Regions from separate parts of the Danio rerio genome. Here region 2 is linked to region 1. Evidence: chromatin contacts called from public Hi-C data. All regions are on one chromosome and are shown on one strand. Each heading gives the region's core, a stretch centred on a gene start, on an enhancer-like site or on the middle of the called end of the contact. The rest is flanking DNA. Distances are from core to core; before and after follow the strand shown.

Region 1 (5,749 bases), core at 1,674-4,173:
CTCTCGGATGGACATTTTCCGTTTGACATGCAAATTTAAGCAGTTAATTTGAGCAATTCAAATAAATATTCAGAGGCCCTTTGTCACCGAATCCCCTTGGAAAATGCGCGATAAAGAGCTGCTGAACAAATGATGTCTCGGAGAGTAATTAGATATTTGATAAGACACGAATCCCTAATCGCCAATACAAGACACATGGGGCTGCGATGTGCTCCAAGTCATAATTAATACTATTTAACAAGATTTTCATTTGGACAAAAATGCTTTCCGGGGCATTAACTATATTGATTTACGCCACTGGGGAAAACGAGTCTTTATTATCATTGTTATTATTTTATATGATGCGTTCTTTAATTTTTCTCAAATGTAAATAAATATTCGCATTAATTTCGCGCGGTGTCTGCGTTTGCCTTTTAAACAAATGCGATTTAGACTCGGGTGGATTTTGATGAAAACATTCGCATCAGACAACCCAAGCTTTAGATTTTAAATCCCTTTAATTACAAAATGAAAGCCTTATAAGCGTGACTTTATACAATTAAACATTTATATATTTTTTTAGCCAGGTAAAGGAAAGGTTAAATGAATTTTAAATAGCTGTGTAACATACATACTGACATCCACAAAGTGCGTCGAAAGGAAAGAAAATTCCCTGAATTTCAGGATCCACCACAAAACAGTCATAAGTAACATTTACAGGAGGGAAAAAAATAACATGATATTTTTGTGGATATATGTACACAGTTAGCTCAGCCAAAGCTAGGCTATTTAGTTCCTCTACCGCGCACTGATTCCACACCGAATGTCCACTCTTATTAAAATACCGAGCCTTTCCGAGACTTTGAATCGTCCTGAAAAGTGAGGTGTTTGTCTGTGCGGAGCAGAATTATAGCCAGTGTTGCACTGAATTCACTCTTTCCAATGCAAAAGTCTCAAGAAATGTCACATACTCCAGACCCGTTTCCTTTTCTTGATTCACCTTGGAGAGAGGGGGGAGAGAGAAACAAACGCTTTGAGGTCATTGTCGTAAAATCGCGCTCAGGACTCGTGGTGCGGAGACTGATCTTTGACCGTGACCCGTGGGTTTACACCCTCCAAAATCAGTTCGGGCGACTCGGACCTGGGGGTCTCCAGGTTGCTGGTGTCGGTGTCGCTGTCGCTTCCCTTTTTGCCTCCGCCTCCAGCGGTGTGTGTTTTGATGTGTTTGCTCAAGTGGTCGCTCCTCATGAAGCGCTTGTTGCACACCGGGCACGCAAACCTCTTCTCCCCGGTGTGGGTGCGCAGGTGCCTCTGGAGCTCGTCGGATCTGGTGAATCTTTTACCGCAAAAAAGCCAGTTGCACACAAAGGGCCTCTCACCGGTGTGCCACCTCAGGTGCGCTTTGAGGTGAGATGTTTTCCCGTAGACTTTCCCGCAGCCCGGGATGTGACAGCTATGAAGTCCTTTTCTCCGCAGGCTGGCGCCTGCAGGCCCAAGCCGCTCCGCCTCTTGGCAGTTCGGGCAGTCGCATGTGGCCCGCCCGGAGTATCTCCTGGAGGATCTGGATGAAGTCCCGATGCCAGAGCTGGCGCCCGATATCATGGCATTCGTGGCTGACGCGTCCGTGTATGTGGGAATCACAGTTTTGAACCCCTCCTGTGTCAACAGGTGTTGACTAGTGGACAGGAGGTGAGACGCGGTGGGGCTGATGCCAGTGGAGCTAAACGCGGAGTGCGTGAGGCTGGAGAAGTCCGGGTTGTAGCCGCTTAGCTGGGAGTGGATGGCTTGGGGGGTCCCGGAGTGCAACGAACTTTGCAAAGTGCCAGCTGGATTTTGCACTTCGAGCCACGAGCCCGGGTTTGTGTGCACGTCCCACCACGTGGACGCCCCGTTGGCCACATCGCCCGAAATAGTGGAGTGAAAGCCGGACTTGTACCAGGATTCGTACGGGTGCGCCATGCCGACGCGCGGGTATAAAGTGTCTGCAGAAGAGTGAACTTTGGAAATGAACGCAGACTGTCCCGAGTCCTGCGACGAAACGCTGGTTGTGTTGGAGAACAAGCTGCTGTATTCGGCGGAGAAAGCCGAGGAGGTCGGAGAGGTCGAGGCCAGGCAGAACGCGCTGTTGCCCGCGCCGGTGGTGGTCGTTAGTCCGGAGGTGCTTCGGCTTGTGGCGACTGTGAATCCAGGCAGGCTGGAGCCCAAATTGCAGCTCGACGAGGATCTTTTCCAGGGGTGAAATCCGCCTTTGGAGAACGCACTGGAGTCGGGGAGAGTCGTGAGGGGACTGGTGTTGCCAATTTTGTTGCAGGTCGCAGCCAGCATCGCTAAAGGGGTAGTTCCAAACCGCGGCTCTTCCTGTGTGGATGAAAAGTTTGTGCTCTTTACTAGACTATAAAACATAGCTGGCTTGTGTGAGAATCAAATAGTTTTACAAGTGTCAATGACTCCCCCAAATAAAACCCAAACATCGAATAAAGCGCTCAATGCGCAGATTCATTTTTATTAAAGAGTTGTCTAAAAAGCTTTAGAAAATAATTGTACATATTCATTATGGTAGCCATTTAATAATTGCTAACACATACTTAATTTTAGTGCTTTGTTATTATTGTATTTTTAACCAAGAAGTGACCTTTCTGCAGTACAAATTAACGTTATTTCACAGATTATTCATATTTTATCGAAGTTTTTTTATAATTCTAAAAAAACTCCCTTTTCTTCATAAAAAACAAGAGCGTTTTCTTGAATGGAAAACATTTGTTTTAAGGAATGCATCTAAAAGTTACTTGGAGGTTTGAATGCGAGCAAGCAATAGTGACATGCTAACAACAACAACGATAAAAGAATAATAATAATAAAAAACGTCGAATTAAAATATATCAGAATTTGCGCACTTACCCCAAGTATAGACGTAGCCATATCCAGGGCCTTTCCTAGACAGCTAGCTGAAGAACAATGACTCAGTGTTCCAGTGTGACTGCGGGACAGTGCGCTGAAGCTTTACTCTCTCTACTCGTGTTGTATAGTGAGCGCGTGCTTTGAAGTACAGCTGGCTGCAGTGCTCAGCCAATCTGCGCGCGAGACGAGGCGCCTCCAACCAATAAGCGACGCGACCATGACAGAAATACTAAAGCTGCATGTCAATCAATGACTGGGGAACTGATCCCACTGTCAAGCAATAAGCCATCAGCTATTTTTCACCGTTTTATATATATATACACACACTCATGGCCATCAAGGCGCAGTTTCTGCACAGACTATAGTGCTCAGCTCTTATTGGTATTTAATAGACATCCTCCGATGGTAAGCGTCTCATCTTGATTTTATGCATGGTATCCTCAAATATCTGTGTCGTGTGTGTTGACGGATGCGCTTAAAATGGATTTTTATGATGTGCACTGCGCACAGCTTACGTGATCGCGTTATTGTTATTGTGTAGTTATTATTAGTCATTAATAATATTATTTAATGTACGCATCAAAACCCTACATTTAGGTTAGAGTCGTTAACGTTATAATGTGACGCGTTCACGTTTTGTGTGAATGCAAAGTCATGAGTATTACAGTGTCAGTGCACTCATCTGTTTTTTCTTAAAGAATATTTGAGTCCTTTTATACCTTAAGTTTGTTTAATATTTATAATATGTCGAACTTTCAAATTAGAGCACGCTGAAATGCAAGAGAAGGTCTTGGATGAAGAGGACGGAGTGACAACACTGCTCTCACAACAGGTGTGTTAGACTTTTGCTGAAAGTGTTGTGTATGTGTGTGTGCGAGAGAGAGAGAGAGAGAGGAAGAAGAGGGAGGGATGTGGGGGCGCAGGTTAGAGTTTGGGGTGTTAATGCGCGCGCGCGCTCCTTTAAATACCTTCAGAACCACACGCGAACACATGACTCCAACAAATCTTTTAAAATTAAACAACAATATTTTATTATGTTGCATAAATAAGTTAGAGCGTTAAATTAGACAATAAATAAATAATAATATGAACTATTCGGAATAAAAATATAAAACCACATTCTGAAGAATCACAGATCAAATCATTAATAATTAGGATACGTTTTCCCCCTCAGCACTGCTCTTTTGTATATAAAGATCAATGCATTATAGCAGTGTTTTGCGCTGCTTGTTAAAACATTTAAGGGTAATGACATAATGTAACAATGGTCTGCTTTGGAGTGAATCGCCTCCTTTTAAAAGTTAAAGCAATTTTCTTGAGAATGGCCCCGCCGAAACGCTGTGCATTACAGTATTCAAAATGACCAAATAATGCTCCATTATAGCGCTTGAACGCTGCCAGTCAGACTGGATGCAATTTACTCCGGAGCGCTTTGCTTTAAATTCCCTCCTATGGAGAGAGCTGGGGAATATAAAACAATTTATTCAAATCCGAGCGGCGGAGTCTCGAAAATCGCTTGATTTCCGCAATCACCGCAAATTGACGGAGGAACAATTAACACTATTAAACGTCTGTTCAGCATAAACAAATTGGCCTGAGGCACAGTAGAGGTTTAGGTTACATGTTTAGATGGCTATGTATATGCGCGCGCGCATGCATGTCTATTCACACTTGGAACCAAACGACTAATGTGCATTTCTTCGCAATTAATATATGACCTATTATATCCTCATTGACTGGTTTCTGTCAATGGAAGATAGATTGTCGGCATTCATATGTTAAAAAGGCTAAATGTAGTTATTTTATTATGAGGGACACTAAAAAACATTTTAAAAATGAATCTACATTTATTTATTTAGCAGATTTGTTTTTGTTTCGACAAACCCAAATATTTTGAATTAGCTTAAACGCATTAAACTGCGAGATATCATGAAGATGTTTAACTTGTTTTAATCTAAATATCTAAAAATAGATTTGTGTTATAAACACACACACACACACACACACACAGTCCGGCTTGCGAGCACCTTTTCCTTGCGTAATTAGGAGCCTATTACAAGTCATTAGATTGATCAATGTACCTTAAACAATGCGAGTGATTTATTTGGTAAGAACAAAACGCCGTGCATCCATTGTCTTGAGCCTGAGTGACGATATGCATCCATCACGGCCTTAAACAACACAAGATGAATGATTAATCCGGACCTATTCATTAAAAGGGTCTGGCCCGCTCCTCCAAAAACCCCTGCATCCGCGAAGAGAGGGCTTTTCAGAGGAGAATTTTTTGTCGGTTGCCGCTGGGATTAATTTGTCCCCACCCTTAAGAGGAAAAGCGCATTTGTGGATAATTAACTAATCTGGCTCATTTTAAATCCCTCTCTACTACAGGTCCTTCACTTGATCACCCCAAACAGCCTGGTTTCCTCCCTCTAACAATTCAAAGAGAGTCAAAACAAATATTAACTCACATCTCAGTTGCTTTTTTTTTTTTGGCATATAGTGTCACATCTCCAGGCACCTTGCCCCGCTTGGTTTTGTGATTAAATGTCTCTGTAAAACCAGCACCGTGTTTGCGCACTTGGTGATTTTGACAATAAAACAAACGCTCGTTATGTCCGTTGACAGGTTCGAGCATGTTCAATGAGCTCCCTAACCAAATACTGGCGTGGCATGAGGAATAAATCTACGTGCAAGCTGTGTTATTTCTAATAAACCCGTTTGAAAGGACACGGGGTTTTGTGGTGGCGCAAAACAAAAGCGCACGAAGATAAGCTCCTTTTATGTTTCCACACTCAAGCAAGAAACATTTATTTTGCCTCAATTATTTCAGGTAGATATAATTTATCCGATTTTAATATTTAAATGCATTCAC
Region 2 (5,749 bases), core at 2,332-4,831, 280 kb after region 1:
TAATGAAACCCTCAAGGGGTAAGATTTACCACAGTTCGACTGGATATTAACTAGGCTATTAGCTACTTGTAGTATGATTAGTGGTATCTAACTAGTATTAAAATGAAAAATAACATTTCGACAGTAAATACTTCATAGAACACTACACGAAACCCATATAAAATACTAGGCTAACGTTAGTTTATAGTAAAAACCACAGCGTTTTTTCGTATAACCATAGTAATATAAACAGTACTACTGAGTAGAAGGTATAGTATACTACAATAAATCACATACTGGCGTAAAAACTAACAGGCTAATTATTAGTTTATCAGCTAAAACTAGGCTACATGCTGACTAGCATTCAGTGTTGTAAATACATTACTCTTTACTTTAGTAGTGACCAACTTGATGTCTAAATGTTATAAAAACATACTAAAAATACAAATTAATTGATGTTAGTTGATAACTACATCAAGTTGACATACATTGGTGTTAAATAAACACCTCAAAAATCTGTCAATACGATGTCGTTCCTATATTGTATCATGCTTTGTGTCATCTTGCAGGTCAAAATGGATTCAACGTGTGGATGTTGAATAGACGTCAGGTTTTTGACATCAAAACGGTTTGTATTGTTTAACTTTTTTTTTTTTTTACATCATGCTTCATTTCCTTTTAATGTTGATGTTTTGACCTCAAGGTGCCCGTTTGTTCAAAAAGGCTATGCTATAAAAATGCAATAAAAAGATAGCATAGTAGCTATGAATCAGTATTTGTTGATGAGAGAATGTAATTATTAGTTTATCAACTAATAATAGGCTACATTAGGATGCTGTAGCATTAAAGTGTTGTACTGTACATTTAATTTAGTATCCCACAGTGACCAACTTGATCTCAAAATGATATCAAAAACACGCTAAAAATGCTAATCAATTTGATGTCAGTTGAAAACGACATCAAGTTGACATGAATTGGCGTCAAATAAACACCTCAAAAATCGATTACAGGACTGTCAATAGGATGTCGTTTTGGCAACAAGTTTACATCGATTTTATCGACGCAAAATCCAGTGTAAATCTGTCATCTGTAATTGAATCTTTCAGGTGAGTAAAGCTTTTCTAATATTGCAATAATCTTTGTGTCATTATCTTGCTAGTCAAAATGGCATCAATGTGTGGATGTCGAATGAACGTCAATTGTTTGACGTTTTTTGACGTCATGCTTGATTTCCATTTGATGTTGGTGTTTTAACCTCAAGGTGGATGGTCCAAAAAGACTATGCTAAAAAATGCTATAAAAATATAGCATAGCAGCTATAAATCAGTTTTCGTTCATGAGGGAATGTAATTATAAGTTTATCAGCTAATACTAGGCTACATTAGGATGCTGTAGCATTAAAGTGTTGTACTATACATTATAATACGCTTTATTTTGTCCCAGTGACCAACTTGAGGTCAAAAAAATATCAAAAACACGCCACAAATGCTAATTAATTGATGTTGGTTGATATCGACATTAAGTTGACATACATTAGCATCAAATAAACACCTCAAAAATCGATAACAAGACTATCAATAATATGTCGTTTTGGCATCATGTTTAACATTGATAGTTTCGACGCAAAATCCAGTGTAAATCTGTCATCTGAAATTGAAACATTCAGGTGAATAAACTTTTCTTATATTGTAATACTCCTTTCGCCGGTTTCACAAACGAGGTTTAAGGCTAGTCGAGATTAAATTGCATGTTTCAGCTGTCTCAACTCAACATAACTTGCAGTGAGATGTCTTAAAATATGTCAGTGTCTTTTTTGTGTCCAGGTGCACACCAGTAATATATTTTTCTAAGGTTATTTTTATAAATGTGGCTTAATTAGCCTAATTTAACTAAGCCTTAGTCTTGGCTTAATCTAAGCCTTGTTTGTGAAACTGGGCCATTGTGTGATAATCTTGCTGGGCATCAAGGTGTGGATGTTGAATGAACGTGAAAGTTTGGACATCAAACTGATTAGCATTTTATCATATTTTTGTTATGTGATGCTTGATGTCATTTTGATGTTGATGTTTTGTTATCAAGTTGCACGTTGGGATGCTTCAAAAAGGCTGTTTCTCAATTCCAAGAACGCAGAGAACGGACTTGCGTTCTTGTGGAGACCGGTCTTGCCAGGTGTCCTCGGAAGAACGAACTCGGGAGACCACGAGAACAGAGAACGCGTCCTGTGAGAAATGAGATGCTGCGTTCTTCCTGATGGTCACATGACCTTGACGTGTTTATTAATATAAAATTATTCAAACATTACAGCCTTCATACACACTTTATTGTTTTTCCCCACTTCAAAATATATACTCTGCATAAAAACATTATAAATATACGTTGCACAGTATAAATAAAACAGATTTCAATTCGAAATTCAGCAAATAAACACCCTTAATGCGTTTATTCCTATATTAAGATTTTCATGGTGATGTTTATATTCACCGTTTCATTAAGGGAAACTCCTGAGATAGATAAATAATGAATCTAAATAAAATGCTGCGCTTTCCACCTCCGGTCGCAATGACTTCTGGGACTTCCAGAGCGAGATCAGTGTTTAATTGTGCATCGGTGCGTCCTCGATATCAAGAACACATCCGCGAAGTTTTACTCGTCCTCCGTTCTTGCAGTCTTGAGTGTTGGAACTGAACTTTGGCAGCTGATGATGACGTTACACGAAGACGCAAGACCAATGAAGAACGCATATTGAGAAACAGCCAAAGACTATACTATTACTATAGTCCAGTGGTCTCAAACTCAGTTCCTGGAGGGCCACAGCTCTGCATAGTCTCCAACTCACACCTGCTAAATACTCTCTAGTACTCTTGAACACCAGTTGGATCAGCTGTGTTTGATTAGGGTTGGACCAAAGCTGTGCAGAGCTGCGGCCCTCCAAGAATTGTGTTTGAGAGTTCGAGTATTAGTCTAATACTAATTTTTAATGATTGATCACTTCACACACCTTGCAGCTATAAGTTTTAGTTGGAAATATTATAATATTGAAGCACTCTTTGATTGAGCTGAATGCTCCTTATAAGAATTTCTGCATTTATATCGTGGCTGCGCATGAGAACATGCACCAACTAGACTTTTAAATCTTATACATTTCTACACATACATACAGTACACTGTGATATTATTCTAGACGACAGGCACTTTTTCAAATTGCTTTTCAATGTCTTCAAACAGCCTTAATGTCACAGTAGAGAGAAATTGAGAAGTTGGACTCCCCCAGTCTGTCCGTTCTCTAGAAATTCACTATTTATAATGTCATCTTATCTGGCTTGCTCTGAGGACTGCACTGTGAGTGCACTTGTGCTTTCTTTTGTTAGGGTGAGTTGGCAATTTCCTGTGAGATGGAGCCACTGCAGTCTTGCGTCTCTCTCTCTGATAACGTCTGTGACATGAACTGCTGTTAGCATCAGCACGCAGAGCTGGACTAGTGCTGATGGGGACTTGTCATAAAACGCCTCCAGCCCTCACACACACACACACACACACACACTGCAGACCATCAGCATGCAGGCCAGTCCACAGAGCTGTGACCTGCTGATGGGACGCCAGAGCAGAATGCTGTAGTGCTCTTATACTGCAGAATGCTTTACACTGTGTAGAGTATGCAAACAATCTGTTATGCGTGAAAGAAAGCAACAACATTTCATCAAAGTTGCCCTAAAACTATTGATCAACACCTATTCTTGTCTGAGGACAATTCTTTATTTCAAATGTTCACTACTTTTTGACATAAATTGATTATGTTTCCATCTCCATCGCTGTAGGTTTGAATCTATAGTGTTTCTCTGAGCACTGACGTCTGGTTTAGTCAGATACAGAAGTCAAACATCACACAGAGCATAAAATAGTTTAGACAAGTTTAACACAAGCAAAACTATTTTACTGGGAGAAATATAAAATATATTTAATTGATAAAAACTTGTGCTGGACTTTATAGTCTCTAAGTTCAAATATTTAAGCATTTTATTATGGGTCGGGTGTATTTTTTTTTTCAATAACCAAAAATACATTGTTTGAGTCCCATTTACTGATTTTCATTTCATGCAAAAAATCGAACATTAAGTAAAGATCATGTTCAATTAAGGTATATTGTAAATTTCTTACTGTATATAGATGAAAACTAACATTTGAATTAGTATTATGCAGTGTAAAGAACTGAATTTTACAACTTTAGAGGTTATTTGTGTGCATTTTGTTATTTATATAAGTTAAATTCAGTATTATTCGCCCCCCTTCGAATTTTCTTTTCTTTTTTTTAAATATTTCCCAAATGATGTTTAACGGATTCAGGAAATTTTCACAGTATTTCTGATAATATTTTTTTCTTCTGGAGAAAGTCCTATTTGTTTTATTTCGGCTAGAATAAAAGCAGTTTTTAATTTTTTAAAAATCATTTTAAGGCCAAATTATTAGCCCCTTTAAGCTATATTTTTTTTTGATAGTTTACAGAACAAACCATCGTTATACAATAACTTGCATAATTACCCTAACCTGCCTAGTTACCCTAATTAACCTAGTTAAGCCTTTTAATGTCACTGTAAGCTGTATACAGTTGAAGTCAGAATTATTTTAACCCCTTAGAGTTTTTTTATTACTTTTTATTTCCCAAATGATGTTTAACAGAGCAAGGAAATTTTCACAGTATGTCTGATAATATTTTTTTCTTCTGGAGAAAGTCTTATTTGTTTTATTTCGGCTAGAATAAAAGCAGCTTTTATTCTTTAAACAACATTTTAAAGACTAAATTGTTAGCCCCTTTAAGCAATTTTTTTTTTTTTTTTGATAATCTACAGAACAAACCATCGTTATACAATAACTTGCCTACACCTGCCTAGTTAACCTAATTAGTTAAGCCTTTAAATGTCACTTTAAGCTGTGCAGAAGTGTTTTGAAGAATATCCAGTCAAATATTATTTACTGTCATCATGGCAAAGATAAAATAAATCAGTTATGAGAAAGGAGTTGTTTAAACTATTATGTTTAGAAATGTGTTGAAGAAATCTGCTCTCCATTAAACAGAAATTAGGGAAAAAATAAACAGGGGGGCGAATAATTCTGACTTCAGCTGTATATCTAAAACATTGGATTTGTTTAGACTACTCTGCCTAAAATAATTACATACATACTTGTCTGATTTTGGAATATAAAAGATTTTCTGGCACCTTTAACTGAACTGAATCAACACTTAAATGACTCAAGCTGCTAATGACACTGTAATAGATTTCTCTCACATGTGAAGATTTGCATCACTGATTCTGTTATTTTTCATTTTAATACCGTGAAGCTGCTCTAAATCAATCTGTATTGTCTAACGCACCAAATAAGTGAAGTTTCACAAACTAATTTCAAGAGGAGCACGTGATATGACTGTGCACTGCTGGCTACTCATCTGTAATCAGTAATAATCCAATCAGAATGATCCTAGCTTAATATAAATGGATCACTTTCTCCTCTTCTTTTTGGAAGAATCCCCCCCTTCCACCCCATCTCCTTCTTTTTCTCCCCTTCTAAAGGGGGAGCGATCGAGACCTACCTGATCTCGGATCCCCTGATATGCTTATTTACCAACGGGATCCCTGGGCTCAAATATCTCCGAGCTCAGGGTTCTCTCCCGGGACAGCATGCCAAACCTGCTATAAATGCCAAGCATATCTAAGTGGGAACTCTTGAAATGGAAGTGGCGAAAAACAAAAATTTGACTGCAATCACTATTGTTCAT

Evidence for each region. Hi-C and Micro-C count contacts between places; a contact is called where the count stands out from the background.
Region 2: a Hi-C map of embryo shows a contact between it and region 1, with 4 times the contacts expected there. The contact joins the enhancer-like site here to the promoter of sp9 in region 1. A contact is called at or near these places in 6 of 18 Hi-C or Micro-C datasets (caudal fin, embryo, hematopoietic stem cells and 1 more) and 1 of 4 datasets of contacts at active chromatin or transcription factors (caudal fin).

What each region holds. Positions count from the first base shown.
Region 1 is chr9:2,604,350-2,610,098 of GRCz12tu, forward strand. It overlaps sp9 (sp9 transcription factor), which reads right to left and starts at 2,924. Exons shown (of 1, transcript NM_212960.2): 1 at 479-2,924. The coding sequence starts at 2,382. The coding sequence ends at 1,039. It overlaps LOC103911600 (a long non-coding RNA gene), which reads left to right and starts at 3,129. Exons shown (of 3, transcript XR_662496.5): 1 at 3,129-3,282; 2 at 3,642-3,709.
Region 2 is chr9:2,881,375-2,887,123 of GRCz12tu, forward strand. LOC141376051 (a long non-coding RNA gene) reads left to right here. Exons shown (of 3, transcript XR_012385132.1): 1 at 1-18; 2 at 549-607; 3 at 3,348-4,415. Among named protein-coding and RNA genes, the nearest start is that of cdca7a, 23 kb to the right of the region's middle. Within about 2 kb of position 3,582, at least 5 of the 62 cell types and tissues checked have an H3K27ac peak or open chromatin away from gene starts, as enhancers often do.